5 separate regions of the Mus musculus genome follow, and regions 1, 3, 4 and 5 are each linked to region 2. A link is a contact called in public promoter capture Hi-C data. All regions are on one chromosome and are shown on one strand. Each heading gives the region's core, a stretch centred on a gene start, on an enhancer-like site or on the middle of the called end of the contact. The rest is flanking DNA. Distances are from core to core; before and after follow the strand shown.

Region 1 (2,700 bases), core at 40-2,539, 1.1 Mb after region 2:
CTAGGGATGCATGTGTCTACCTCACAGTAAAATGAGTTTTGCGTCTGCCTCTAACCCACGGTCAATGCCACTCCCCTCTACGGTCTGAAGAGTGCACATCCGTCAAGTCTCATCTCAATTTGTAGGGTCTGAGCCTGCCTTTCTCACAGTAGCCAATGCTTTCTTCGCCTTTGCTTTCCCGATATTTTCAGTAACTACTGAGTGAATGCATTCAATTCCACTCAGCTTGACAGAATGTCAATGCCATCACACATTGTTAGCACAAAAGGGAAAGGAGAGCAAGTAGCCCCCCCCCCACCCCCCCCCCCGTGTGCCTCCTAGAGTTAAGGCTCTGGAGCCTGTCACTGGCTATGCTTTCTGCATGAATGAATGCACAGAATGAAGGACATTCTCACTGCAACTTCTAAACTTTTGTTTCATGCAAGGTCAACTCTCCCATCTCTCAGAGGGCATCTAAATTTAGGTACATAAACTGCAAAGGTGCCCTACCTACGGCAAGGAGTAAATTATAGTATGCCCCTTACGCAATACCAAAAGCTGAATTCATTTTCTTGGTCAGAGAGAGATTTATTTTGATGCCAACGCTGCAATCATTGTGCATACAACTGGACGTCAAGCTAATGTAATAGTAGCAAAAAAATTACAGCGATCATACTTATGCACATTCTTTCAACTCTGAAGAAAAAAATGGGGTTCAAACATACATTTTTAAAATGGAATATAAATGAAAGGTTTTTATAGTCTGGCCTTTTTCGAGGTGAAGAGATTGATACGTGAATAGATTTGCACTAAAAACAGGCAGATTAGTATAATTTTATGTCTGAGATGAAAAGAAGCATTATATTACATACAAATGTCTATGTGAGGTAAAAACCAAAAAACCAAAAACCAAAAACAAAAAACAAACAAAACAAAACAAAACCCAGAAAACAAACAAACAAAACAAAAACCCAAAAGCCCAAACCACCCACCACCACCACCACCACCACCAAACCCCACAAACGGGAGAACTCCAGAGGAAAGTACAGGTAATTAAGTAGAAATTGACTTTTGAGACTCGTTTGGGTTGAAGTGTGAGGAAGTAGAAATAACTGGAGAACGTGTAGTCGGAGTGAGACCGAGAAGGTAACAGGAAAAACGGAAGTAGAGAAAAGATGAATTCTTCTCTAAGAAATTGGAAAAAGAAAGGGGAAACAGTGGATAGAAGCCCTTCCGGAAATGAGGCCCAGGAAGGGCAGGACGCTGCTCCGGGGGCCTACCTGAGGGTCCTTAGGTAGTTTCTAACTGGTCTGTCTCCAGCTGATCCAGCCAGGGGAGGATTTTAAATCTGTGCCCTTGAGACTCCGCCCACCTTACCCAGCTCTGCAGCCAGCCCAACCCTTTCATCTCTGGGCTCCTCCCTTACTGAGTCCACACCCTTTCCTCGGCCACTCGGAGAGAAGCCTTCTTCTAAGGCCCAGAAGGTGAGAATCTAAACTGAGATTGGGCGGCTCTCTACCTCTGCCTGCAGAGAGGTCGCATAAGCAGGTCTTGATGCTCCAGTCTCCAGCCATATTTAGAATCTGTGTGTTTGTGCTAATGTAGATGCTCATTAATAAAGTCACGAAGAAACTGACCGCCAAGTTCACAGAGCTTTATTGTAAACAGAGGTCATCAATCTGAAATACATAGGTATATTTTTGTGTGGCATAACTTGTAAACTTTGCCCCTCTTGATGTCGTTCAAAAGATTACCATGAGCAGCACTTTAGTGGTCTCCTCTTCATCAAGTTAAAAACAAGTTTTTAACTCCTTTAAAAAAGCAAAAAACAAACAAACAAGAAAACACAAACCACTCATCAAAAACAGGTAGAAATTCTACCTTTCATCACCAAAACTATCACACAAAGTTTATTTTGCTTCTGTCACAGTGCAAGAAGATTGCCACCGAAGAATATTTTAAAAGGTTGCCGAGTCGGCAGGTAGCTCCTGCTTTGTGTTGTGTATCCCCCACCCCCCAACCTCTCACTGGACAGTCTGGAAGGGGTCTTCTTTTTATTTCTATCTCTTTGCATTGATATTCACCTCTCGAATACTGTCTGTTAAATGTGTGTTTGCTTTCCTCCCTGGGTCCTTCCTGCACCTACCTTCCCCAGCGCTGCAGTAAGTCCTCTCAGTGTGCTATGTTCAAAACCGAAGAAATGAACACATGAGAAGGCATACGCCCCCTGGTGGCCAGATTTAACAGTGCCGCTTCACTGTGCACCAAGCTCCGCTTCTCTGCTTTCAGGTCAGTGTGTCAGAGGGTCTACCCAAAATGCAGTCTAAAATAGCATACCTAGTAACCACGCGCTTTACAGAGCAGCAGGATATGCTCAAACTTCAAAGTGCTCAATGGAGATGTATCAAAACACAAGTGTTTCCCACAGACGTAAAAATACACTTTTTTCTCATGAATTGTATTCAGTAAATAATACTTTGTAATATAGGGTTCTGTGGATTTAGTAAAAATATTTATTTAAAGAAATTCTCAAAACAAATTTAAATAGAACATGAAACAAATGTACAATTTAAAAATACACTGAGCATGGACATGAGAATTCCAAGCGTGATTTTTCTGAGCATTATTTAGTTATTAAACAATACTTGAATATATCCAGAGGTATAAATTGCTCTCTTTCTTTACATCTAAAATCTGCACTTAGTGTCTGGTCTCCAGTCA
Region 2 (2,700 bases), core at 148-2,647:
CCACGCAGAGACTCAATTTTGCTCCTAGCAGGAAGGGAGAACTGATGCAATTCTACTATAATTTCAGAAATAAAAATTTTAAACCTCTTCTGAAAAAATACCTTCCAAACACAAAACACTTTCAGGGACCACTCTCTTTTATCTGGAGTGTTATGTATAAACACTCTCAACGTCGCCCTAAAAGATCTTGGACCAAGGCTATTGGCAAATCCATCGTGGCAACACCTGATACATCATGGAAAGACATGGAATTTCTGCACTGGGATCAGTTAAAAACAACAACCAAAACGCTTACAGGGTCCAAAAAGTCAGGTAGCCTGGGAAAGATGGCTATCAACAACTGGTCTTGAAAGTCGAGTTGATTAATGAAGAATGGAGTTCCCAATCTGTTCGTAAATGGAATTCTGAGACCTTAGCCTAGCTTGCTGTTACCATACACACAGATGCGAAAGCACAAGGTCCTATTTTACGACAGATGTTAAACATCTTAGATTATAAAAGAAAACAAACTCTGGCGATCCATTTACTGAGTTAACCAAATCAGCTGCACACAATTGAAGAAAGTGACTAACAAAGGCAATTATCAATTAAAATGAGGATGCAAGCGATGAGATGAAAATCTGCCTGAATGGAGACGGTTCCCTGAGACTAAACTCCGGGAGCTGTTAAAAAGTGAATGAGAGACTTGGAGGGCCCTGGCAGCCAGCGATAAGTAGGGAAGTGACTTGGGGAGTTTGGTGGGGCGGGAGACCCGAGCCATCCTCACCTGAGCCATCCTCACCCCGGGCCCCCGGGGGCTGCGGGGCTTCGCCTCCAGCTGAGCGCTGCCCGCGACCCGCAGGGGCCAGAGCTGCTGCTCCCCCGGGGCCGGGGCCCGAAGACACCGCGCCCCCAGACCCTTTGGCTCGCCCTCCTCCAGCGCCACCAAAAGGGACTCCATTTCCTGAGAGGGGCACTGCGGTGGCCCGTCCTCGGGCTCGGCCTCGGCCAGCGGCCACCTGGCGCCAGGGAGCGTCCATCCCTGCAGCGGAGAGATAAAGGAGAAGGAGCGTGAACGGGCGTCCGAGGATGGAGGCGGCTGCCGAGGGACCGCAGGGTCAGGCTGGGTGCGGACGGACCCCGCGACACGGAGACCCGGGTCTGAGGAGGTTGCGGCCCTGTGTCTCCCGAGGGCGAGTCCCGCCAAGCCCAGGCTCGAGCGACGGGCGAGGAGGGAAAAGACGGAGGGCAGAAAAGAAGCACGGAGCCACGAGGAGCCCACCCGGGACAGGAAAAACCCAGCCACGGGAAATTCTCCTCAGCCTCAGGAGAAGTGCGGTAGGCACAGAAACGCGAACTGACCGTGCGGCCGCGGCCGCGGCCGGGAACCAACTGCTGAAGTGGACCGCACCGAAAAGCTACGTCTCCTTACCGACGGCGCCCACCGCCAGGGACTACAACTCCCAGAAGCCTCCGCCCGCGGACCGCAGAATGCGTGGCAGCGAGGCAGCTTTTTTTTTTTTTTTTTTTTTTCCCGGAAGAGACGAAGGAATGCTCAGTGCGCATGCGCGGTCGTTCGCGGCCTTTGGGGAACTACATTTCCCAGAGTGTTCCGAGGCTCATGAAAAGTAGACGCCTCCGTTGGTGGGCGTGCCGGGAGCATGCTGCTACTGGCGGCTGCTCCCAGGAAATACGCGAGGTTTCAGGATTCAGAGAGGGCAAAATTCACAAACAGTTGTTCTCGCCATAGTCTTGCTGCTTGCAGGTAGCAGGCAGGTCCTCGTCCAGGAAGTACTTAGAAAACAGAAGACGCCATGGGGAGCAGGATCAGAAGAGCCACGGGAGCATTGTAGGAAAAAATGGTTTGAGTGGAGAAAGCTTTCAGAACTCACAATGAAATCTAGCCCCTAGTATTAACCACCTTTTATACTTTAAAACAAGCTTTCCCTTAGAGACTGCTTCTTTTCCTTTCAAGGCTGCTCCCTCCAGTAGATTCATTAAGGAAAATAACTGAAAGCCAGCAGCTAATCTTTACGTATAGATTGCAGAAATTCATTTAGTGGTCTCTTGGAAAATGAGCTGAATTTTTGTTGATATTTGAAGTTATACAATCCTTAAATTACCCTTCAGCTTAGTTAATTTCCCAACATTTACCACAAATATATTTAGATGCCATTCAATGTGTCCAGGAGTGTACAAAATATTTACATATATATGTGTGTGTGTCTGTGTGTGTGTGTGTGTTTGCACATATACAAAGTTTTACACTTATAATTTATTGAGATGAGTTTTTTTAATATTATCTAGGCTGTTCTTGAACTCATGATTCTCTCACCACAGCCTTAGAAGTTGTTGGGGCTCCAGGCCTTCATCATCATGTCCATTGTGTCAATATTTTTTTTTATTCAAAATAACCTTATTTATCATTCCAATTTTACCACTGGGAAAACTAAAGCATAGAGAGGTAATTGTGCTGAAACTAAGCTTTAATTCTATCATGTTTTTAATTTCTTGTACATAGGTATTACATCATGGCCTATAATTCATCCAAAACCAGTAAATGTCGAGGGAATATTGAGGTGGCTGATGATAAGGAGACCCTCATAGAACCTTGGTGTGTAGCACAGATCTGCGTTAGCACATTGTCCAAATCTCCATACTAAACCTTCCTGAGAACACATTCCCTCCAGTCCTCCAAACATTAGTTATAAACTATTCTAA
Region 3 (2,700 bases), core at 22-2,521, 1.5 Mb after region 2:
TTTTTTTTATCTAGACTAAAAGTGGCTGTAAAGAAACACAGGCGAGCATGATGAATAGACTTAGAGTCCTTATTCAAACGAACTCATTGTAAAGTAACATTGTATCAGAATAGTCTTGCTGTGAACTTGGAGCGGCTGTTTATTCTAGCAATCACATTGGCATTGTCCTCAGGCAAGATGGCCTCTTTTCTTTTGAAATAAATACTGAAATATTAAGAGGTGAAACAAACCAAGCTTGAGATTTGCTTTAAAATACCCCCCCTCCCCCAACAGACCAAGACGATAGATGCGCCAGGTCTGGAATGAATGGCTGGCTTTTAGCCGAGAGAAGAACGCAGGCACGTGGCTCTTTGAACATTTTTAGTTTTAATATAAGTTTGGAAATTTAATTTCTTCAAATTAAAAAAATAATTTTATTATTATTATTATTATTATTATTATTATTTTAAAAACCTTGCCAATAAAATCATCTCAGACCGTGGAAATTCTCATTAAAATAAGTTAAGCACATATCCAGGCCTGGTGGTGAAAATTTGTCGTCCCTTCTACTCAGGAAGCTGAGGCAGAAGGACGGAAAGTTCCAGTCTTGTCTGGGAAATTTAGTGAGACCTAGTTTCAAAGTAATAAAAGGGTTTGGGATCTGAGACGCCAGGCTCTACTTTTAACCCAGGACCACTAAAAACAAGACAAAGGTATAGCCTAGGTGGAGAGTGGCATGCATGCCAGCAATCCTAGCACGTAGCACTGAGGATAACAAGTTTGATGAATACCCTGAACTAGCTACACAGTAAGTTAGAAAGCAGTGTGGGCACCTAAGAGAGACTCTGACTCAAAATTAATGGTACGGGCTGAGGAGGTAGCTCTGTGGTAGAGCTCTGTTGAGAACTAACTGCCTCACATCTCCAGCAACATTTCTCCTTGATATTACTCTCCAGGAACACAGAAAAAGGCAGCTCCTCTCAGGGTTAAGGAGGGGCCCTGGGAGTGAACTAGCTGAACAAGAAGGGATCTAAGTCGGAACACACCTAGCACCGGCATAGCTTCAGGAAAGGAAGGTTTCCACTGAGCACAGCCTCAACGCTTCCAACACCGCAGTGGGTGGAGAACCTGCTGCTGGAAGTCAACGGCCCCACCCTACCGGGTCCGAAACGTCCCGACGATTGGCTTCCCATACCAGCCACGCCTACAATCCTTCTGACGATTGGCTGCTCTCCTTTTCCTGTTCTGCCCCCTCCAAGCGGCCCTCTGATTGGTTGCAGGTCTCGGGGGGGGGGGGCAGCTCCGCCCCTCTCCCGGATGGCTGTATTAACGCAGCGCGCAGCGGCTCGGTCTTTCGGTCCCGGCCTTGGTGGTGAGTGTCCTCGTGGGAGGGTGTCAGGATGTCCCCGTGTCCCCTCGAGCTTTGCCCGCCCCGAGCTCAGCTGCTCCCGGCGGCCAGAACGGAGGGGTAGAGCAGTTCTCAGCGGCCCGCGGGGCGGGCGGCAGTGTCCAGCCCGGGGCTGCGCGAGACACAAAGTCCTCTGTGCCGTCCGACCCGGGCACCCTGACCACCGCCCTTTCCCTCTGCAGGCCGATCCACCCGAGCCGGTCCCCACTGCCCAGCCGTGCTGCTGCCTCGGACACAAGCGCAGGTACGTCCCGGCATTGATCGGAGGCAGGCCCTGGCCACGTGGCCGAGAAGACGGAGGTTCCAGGCCTGTCTTTGTTGAGCTGCGCCGGGCCTCCCCAGTCGCCCTTTCCTGTGCCCTTTTAAGGTTGTCGCAGTACTTTAAGAGGCTAACACAGAAGGGTAAAGGAACTCTCCATAAAACCCAGAGAGGAAAACTACACCTCCTCTTTGGATCCTGTCTGGAGTCACAAATGAACCAAAAGCTTCATTTAAAACTTGAATGTGCGCATTTTAGGTTCTGGCGATTGCTAGGTAGTGATATAGGATTTTAAAGAAAAGAAAACGTAGCCTACCTGGTTTAATTTGGTTGGAGGAGAAAGTTCAGAAGACAAGAATACATTTGCTTTTCTAGAAGTGAGATTTTAGGTCAGCTGGAAAGGATATAGTTGAGTATGTTCCACTTATGTGAAACATTTTTATTCTTTCATAGGTTGAAAACTACAAGAAACCCGTGACTGAATGGCTCCAAGGTGAAGTACTCTTGCATGTAGTGACCAGGTTTGCCTGTATTCCACTTTAGGATTAGTATCGAAGCTGAAATAGGTGAAGTGAGGGCCATGTGAGTTTCCTTGAATGGCCTTGTAACTGATTACCCTGAAGGTAGTTTGCTAAAGATTTTAATCAATGTACTAGGATCCTGCCCCACCCCTTCTTCATGTCCCACTGCCCTAGAATCAGATCTGCATGGCTATGACATGCTCGCCGTTTTAAAGATGCAAAGATTTCATGCTAGATCATTAGAATGTATCTGGACTTCGTTAGGACAAGTTCTTTGCTAGTAACCAGTCACGTGCTAGCAATTGAGGTGTGTTAACCTGTATATTGTTGCCTATGAGTAATTTTCCATAATCTTTAATAAAGGCTTCCTGTGTCAATTCTATGGCTTGTTCACTTGTTCTTATTACTGGGGAGGGGGGGGGGGGTCAGAACCACTTGGAGCAATTTGTCCTAACACCATGTGCGTGCGTCCCTAGGATCAAACTCAGGCTGTCAGGCCTGGTGCCAGCCACTGCTAGCTGTAAGGTTATTTC
Region 4 (2,700 bases), core at 25-2,524, 1.5 Mb after region 2:
TTTAGATGCTAGCATTACTGTCTAACTTGGTGGCGGAGGGGGGTGGGGGCGGGGATGGATTCCCCAAAATGGAAAAACAAAACAAAACAAAAAAAAAAAAAAAAACAGTGTTCCAGTTTGAAGGGGGTCTAAGGGGGTGAGGATACAGAAAGTACAGGCAGAACACACACCCTCCTCAACTCCCACACCCCAGTGCCTTACCCCTGACCTCCCTATGGCTCCCACAAGTGGGGGTGCTAGCTGAGTACACTCAGTGGCCCCAAGGGCTAGAAACTGGTCCCGAGGAAACTAAACAGAACTGGAAAGTAATGGGGGAAATCTAAATTAAAGTGACTGCTGGGTAACACCCCCCCCCAGACCCCCACCCTATCAGACAGACCAGGCAGTGTCCAAGCTAAAAGGAGAGGAGGCGGGGCAGGACAACCCCTGCAGACTTCCTCACACCTACAGCCACTCACTCCCAGGGCCTGCAAACGTTCCTGTCTCCTTATAATCTCCTGCATGCAGGTGGGGAAACTGAGGCCTCCAGAACAAATTGCCATGCTTTTCCGATACCAGGTTTTAGTTCACCTCTCTAACCAGATTCTTCACTTGGAATTTTTATTTTTTATTTATTTTTTATTTTTTGGTCACAGCTTTCATGTCTATCCAATTTCTCCTGGTAAGAGCACTGCTGTTGCAAAGTGAATCTTAAATACAATCAAGGCTGAACTCCAGAAGGAGCAGAGGACAGTCGGCGAGTCCAGTAAGGGTTTATTTACTGCACCAGAAGGATTTGCTTCCTTCCACTCCGGGCTCGTACCCTCATGGTCCTCCCTCGGGACTTCGCTGTGCAGCCACCTCGCACCCTCCACCTCCACCCCCACCCACCACCCGCACCGCAACTCGAGGGCGGGGGCATGGGGCCGCCCTGGGGATCCCTGGGATCCGCTCGGGGTCCCCGGCTGGGACAGAGGTGGGGGGGACTGCGGTCAGCCGGCCCAGCCTCGGGACCGGGAACTTCTGGCCGCACGGCCCCCACGACCGCGGCGCGCGTGCAGCTCCAGCCCGGGGTTCCCTTTCTTTGCCTGGCTCGCTGCGGGCGCGACCCCCGGAGGCTCGGCGGCCACTCACCATATTACAGATGGAGGCGATGTTTCGGACAGTCATTAGTCTAAAGGTTGCAGCGATCGCGCACCGCCATCTTTACCAGGGGAAAACGGGACTGTCCATGGTGGCGCGCAGCGAGGCCGGGTGGCGGCGAGGCGGCCTGGGGCCGGCTTGCAGTGGGGTTGGGCGAGCGAGGCCGGGCGGCGGCGAGGGCGGGGCGGCGGCGCGGGGCGGGGAGTGGCGGAGCGACGCAGCCCGGGCCGCGGCCGGCGGGAGGAGGAGCCCGGAGCCGGGAGGCGCGGAACCGAGGCCACTGCTATGCTCCCGCTGCCAGCCAGGACCCGCTCGGCTGACCCCACTGGAAGCCGTTCTTGCTCCTCTGCCCTAGGGTCCCGCTCGGTGCCAGCTGCACCGTAAGGCCAGCCCCGAGCAAACCCAGCACCGCGGCCTTTCCGCCGGACCCAGGACCGTACCGGGCACTGGGCTGGGGACCTACACCGCGGGGACACGGGCGTGCTCGCTTCCCGGTTTCCCTCTGCCCGTTTCTGCTGGTGTCCAGCAAGCCTTGGGCGTTAGGGATTAGCTAGTGGAGGATATGAATAAGGGTCTAAGGGTGAGTGTAGTCAACTTTAAAGTTTCTCTCCAGGGTTCTAGCCAGATGGCATCCGCCGGAACCCGAAAAGTAAAATGAGACCAGGACATGGGCGTGGCCAGAAAGCCCTAGCCAGCAGCAACCCAGCTGCCTAGGGAAAGGTTCCCAGAAAGGAAAGAATTCCGGGTCTAAGCAGGCACACTCGGGAGATTTGTGACATTAGCAGGTACAGAGGAAATGGCCAGGTTCTGGGCGGTACTAGAGGCTGTCCAGGAAATACCAAAACAAAACTTTCCTATCTCCCATCCTCGGAGCTCCTGATCTCAGTTTTGTTTGAGCTTTTACACCTTCCTGCGGAGGCCCAGACTGCAGGCTCAGGGTGCACACTGTACACACCACTTGAGGGATATGTTCGTGAGAACTGAAAGAGTTCATTTCAAACATGGGGAATAATTGTGCAGACAAGTTTGCAGTCCCAAGCTTTCCACAGGGAAGTTGTGCATGTGAAACGTGATAAATTCCCAAACCAATGTATTTTGTGGAGAATTAAATTAGGAGAGAAATTAATATAATTGAAGACAGCTCTGTCTAGCCAAGAGTAACATACTGGGGGCTGGGGGGCTAGGGTTATACACATAACATGAGAGCCATCCATCCATTGGTAATTCTTCTAGGATCTGGGGTGGAAATAGAAGACAAAACCACTGACTGAAGGGTGAGGGTGGGGGACGGGTCACATGGATACTGTATTTTTCAGTGTGTAGAAGGATTAATATTCCTGCTCACAATGACTCATTCTACCTGAATTTTACTTTCATTCTTTTTTACTGCTGTCAGTTACGACTCTTCCAGCTTCTACATGATTAGTTAATAGACATGGTTAGCTCCATAAGGCTTACAGAGCAGGTATCCAACCCAGCTCTGTGTTTCTCAAATAAATAGTACAGATAAAGGCATGCTAAACTTAGGAGGGGCACCATTTGAGGAGGGGGCAGGGGAGGGGGACCATCGATAAAACA
Region 5 (2,700 bases), core at 86-2,585, 1.6 Mb after region 2:
GGTCTGACCAGAGTAGGAGGGTAAATTCTTATTACCTGGTGAATGAAGCCCAGAATGGACTGTGATTAAACAAGAAACGGTGTGTTGAGCCTGGAATCAGCTTCTTTTGCTTTTCTACCTTCAATAAAGGTGTACAAAATGCCACAGGCTTTGCTCTTAGGCACCAAGATAAAAGGCCCTGAGGGTTGTAAGGGCATGCTGGTGGCGATAGATAAAGTAGGTTGCTGAAGTTGGGATCTGGCCAGCAGTTGTCTGTGATTTTCTCTGATGAGGACACGGGGGTACTTGGTATTTTTATGAGTGCTAGACTCCTCATCTTCCTTGGCGACAAGCCACTTTTAACTAACCTTTATGACTAGGCTAACCGTGGGGCCCCTCTGCCTCCCGGTGAGTCCAATCCACAGCTGCACTGACTTCTTGTCTTACCTTTCACAGATCTGGGAGGAGGCGTGACTGGGCTAGCCATGCAAGCTTGTTCTAGTGACTTTTAGCCTGGCTTTGCCTCTCGGGGTGCGGTACTTGCTTTCCACGTTGTGTGCCTTCTCGTGGGCTTGCACTGTTGGCAAGAACTAGAACAAAATAGGTATTTTGCCCCAAAGACAAACGCCACATTTTGGGTCACGGAGGGGTGCCTTTGTTTAGGAATACAAGGATGGGGAAAATGTATAATCCAGGATAATACTTTGAATGTAGCCAAGTCAGTGCAAAGATGTCGAGCGCACGAGCAGAACATAGGGCAGGGCCAAACAGGGCAGTGACCTATGGGGCTCCCAGCAGGTTCCTTGGGGTCAGAGGTGGAGAAGCCAGTGGTCAGAGAGGTTAGGGGACCTGGGACCCAATTCAGAGAATGCCTAGGGACTGACCTACGGAGGCCCAGCGGCGAGGTTGGCAGACAAGGGTGGGTGCTTCTAAACCCACCGCGGATCTGAGATCCCGCGGACACGCCAGGTCTCCTATGAAGGCAAGGACAGATTCCCCCCACGTGGACCTGAGACCCAGCAGACACGGCCAGATCCCCCCACGCGGATCTGAGACCCCGTGACCCCGCAGGCACCGGTGCGGCCGCGTGCTAGCGCAGCGGGAGCCGGCTGGGTCCCGCACGTTGCCACCCTCGCGCCGGCCGCCCTGTTTTCCTCGGATCTCACGGGGCCCCGCACTCGCTCTCGGCTCCTGTGGGGGCGCAGCCTGGTAGTGCAGGCCGTGGGCGGGGCCTCGAGCGGGGCGCTCGGGGATTGGCTGCTGGAATGGAGGCGGGGCCTGGGCCAGAGAAAACCCGCGCCCCGGCGGCTGCCATCCCAGCCGCGATCCGGAACCCCCGAGCCTCTCTTCTCGTCGCGCTCTCCCGTTCTTTCCAGTTTCTGCCCGCGCGCCCTCCGACGGGGTACCCTCCTCTCCTTGCAGCGCGAGCCGTCTCCTGTCCTGACTTTCCTCCCCGCTCCGTGCAGCCGGGCCGTAGCGGCGATGCGCCTCATCCAGAACATGTGTACCATCGCAGAGTACCCCGCCCCAGGCAGCACCGCTGCCGACTGCTGCCTGGGGGCTGCGGGCCGCCGGCTCGTTAAGATCGCCGTGGTAGGGGCCAGCGGCGTGGGCAAGACCGGTGAGTCCATGCGAGGAACCCGCTTGGTGGAGGGGCGGGACGTGGGAGACCCCCGCTCGGACTGGAACTGAGAGACGGTGGGCGTTGCAGTGGGATCCTCTGCCTCTTCATGTCTCTGCTTTAACGAAGAGGGTCACTGGGGCCCAGAGCGTCCCGCCGACTTTCGGGCCAGAGTAGAACTTTGGGGCTTTGGGCTTTTGGCAGGATCTGGGGCGGAATGGGGGAGCTAGTGATTGTAACCCCTCCAGGAGTTCCGTAAGGTTAGGAAGAAGTTTGCCTGCTGGAAGGCTTAGGTGTGGCCCAGCTGGGCTCCGCGGAGGGGCTGGGCCTCAAGACCCTTCCTGCTGGCAGAGCTGTAATTCACTCCTACCTCCTTGTGTCTGGTAGAGGGTCAAGGAGCCCTCGGTGGCCGGCTGTGACTTTCTTTGGAAGAGTTGTTTTCCAGGTGGGGGTGGGGTGGAGAACCGTCTAACTTAGTGGGTTAACAGTCTGTTTTCTTTTCTGAATTGCAGCTTTGGTGGTCCGATTCCTCACTAAACGATTCATCGGGGACTACGAACGAAATGCAGGTGAGGAAACGTACGGAGACCAACCCTGTTGGGATGGCCGCCCTCATTTCTCAGTACCTTTAAGGACACTTCCTTCAGAGTGACAGTGTTTAGCATCAAGATTCTGCTACTTCCAATTCTGCACGCCCCCTCCCCCTCCCCCTTCCCCCTCCCCCCAGCTGCCATCTGGCCTCATTCCATTCTTGGCGCATTCATCATTTTATCAAGTGCCCGAAAGTATTCCCTGTGGTATGTTTTAACTATAGGGACCCCAGTTGGAAGCACCGTTTGTACTCCAAGGCCTTGTCCTTTAAAACATGCCTGCAAAAGTCATAAAAAAAAAAAATACCCAACCAAACAAAAAACCCAGCTGCAAGCTCCTCCCCCACCCTCTCCCTCTGCTGGCTGCCTTTCAGGGGCGACCTTTGAAAGCAAAGGCCAAAGAAGAGTTGTAAGCCTAAAGTTCTTTCCTTAACAAAGACAAATAAGTAGCTGCTATGATTCTAGCAGGGGGAGAGCAAATTGCTTAACTAAGTAGACTGTATGGTTAAA

What was found. Promoter capture Hi-C pulls out the DNA fragments that hold promoters and counts their contacts.
Region 1: a promoter capture Hi-C map of liver shows a contact between it and region 2, with 3 times the contacts expected there. The contact joins the promoter of Lrrc66 here to the promoter of Nfxl1 in region 2. A contact is called at or near these places in 4 of 39 promoter capture datasets (the C10 cell line, liver and pre-B cells) and 1 of 484 Hi-C or Micro-C datasets (pre-B cells).
Region 3: a contact with region 2 is called in a promoter capture Hi-C map of pre-B cells, with 4 times the contacts expected there. The contact joins the promoter of Dancr here to the promoter of Nfxl1 in region 2. A contact is called at or near these places in 1 of 39 promoter capture datasets (pre-B cells) and 1 of 484 Hi-C or Micro-C datasets (pre-B cells).
Region 4: a contact with region 2 is called in a promoter capture Hi-C map of pre-B cells, with 2.4 times the contacts expected there. The contact joins the promoter of Usp46 here to the promoter of Nfxl1 in region 2. A contact is called at or near these places in 2 of 39 promoter capture datasets (liver and pre-B cells).
Region 5: a contact with region 2 is called in a promoter capture Hi-C map of pre-B cells, with 3 times the contacts expected there. The contact joins the promoter of Rasl11b here to the promoter of Nfxl1 in region 2.

The regions. Positions count from the first base shown.
Region 1 is chr5:73,631,132-73,633,831 of GRCm38.p6, forward strand. Lrrc66 (leucine rich repeat containing 66) reads right to left here and starts at 1,290. Exons shown (of 5, transcript NM_153568.1): 1 at 1,260-1,290. Sgcb (sarcoglycan, beta (dystrophin-associated glycoprotein)) reads right to left here. Exons shown (of 6, transcript NM_011890.5): 6 at 1,618-2,700.
Region 2 is chr5:72,558,248-72,560,947 of GRCm38.p6, forward strand. Nfxl1 (nuclear transcription factor, X-box binding-like 1) reads right to left here and starts at 1,398. Exons shown (of 23, transcript NM_133921.3): 1 at 1,342-1,398; 2 at 767-1,021. The coding sequence starts at 1,019.
Region 3 is chr5:74,091,789-74,094,488 of GRCm38.p6, forward strand. Dancr (differentiation antagonizing non-protein coding RNA) reads left to right here and starts at 1,272. Exons shown (of 1, transcript NR_145133.1): 1 at 1,272-2,549. It overlaps Snora26 (small nucleolar RNA, H/ACA box 26), which reads left to right and starts at 1,742; the gene lies at 1,742-1,862.
Region 4 is chr5:74,067,137-74,069,836 of GRCm38.p6, forward strand. Usp46 (ubiquitin specific peptidase 46) reads right to left here and starts at 1,275. Exons shown (of 9, transcript NM_177561.3): 1 at 1,114-1,275. The coding sequence starts at 1,149.
Region 5 is chr5:74,193,991-74,196,690 of GRCm38.p6, forward strand. Rasl11b (RAS-like, family 11, member B) reads left to right here and starts at 1,336. Exons shown (of 4, transcript NM_026878.1): 1 at 1,336-1,600; 2 at 2,113-2,169. The coding sequence starts at 1,462.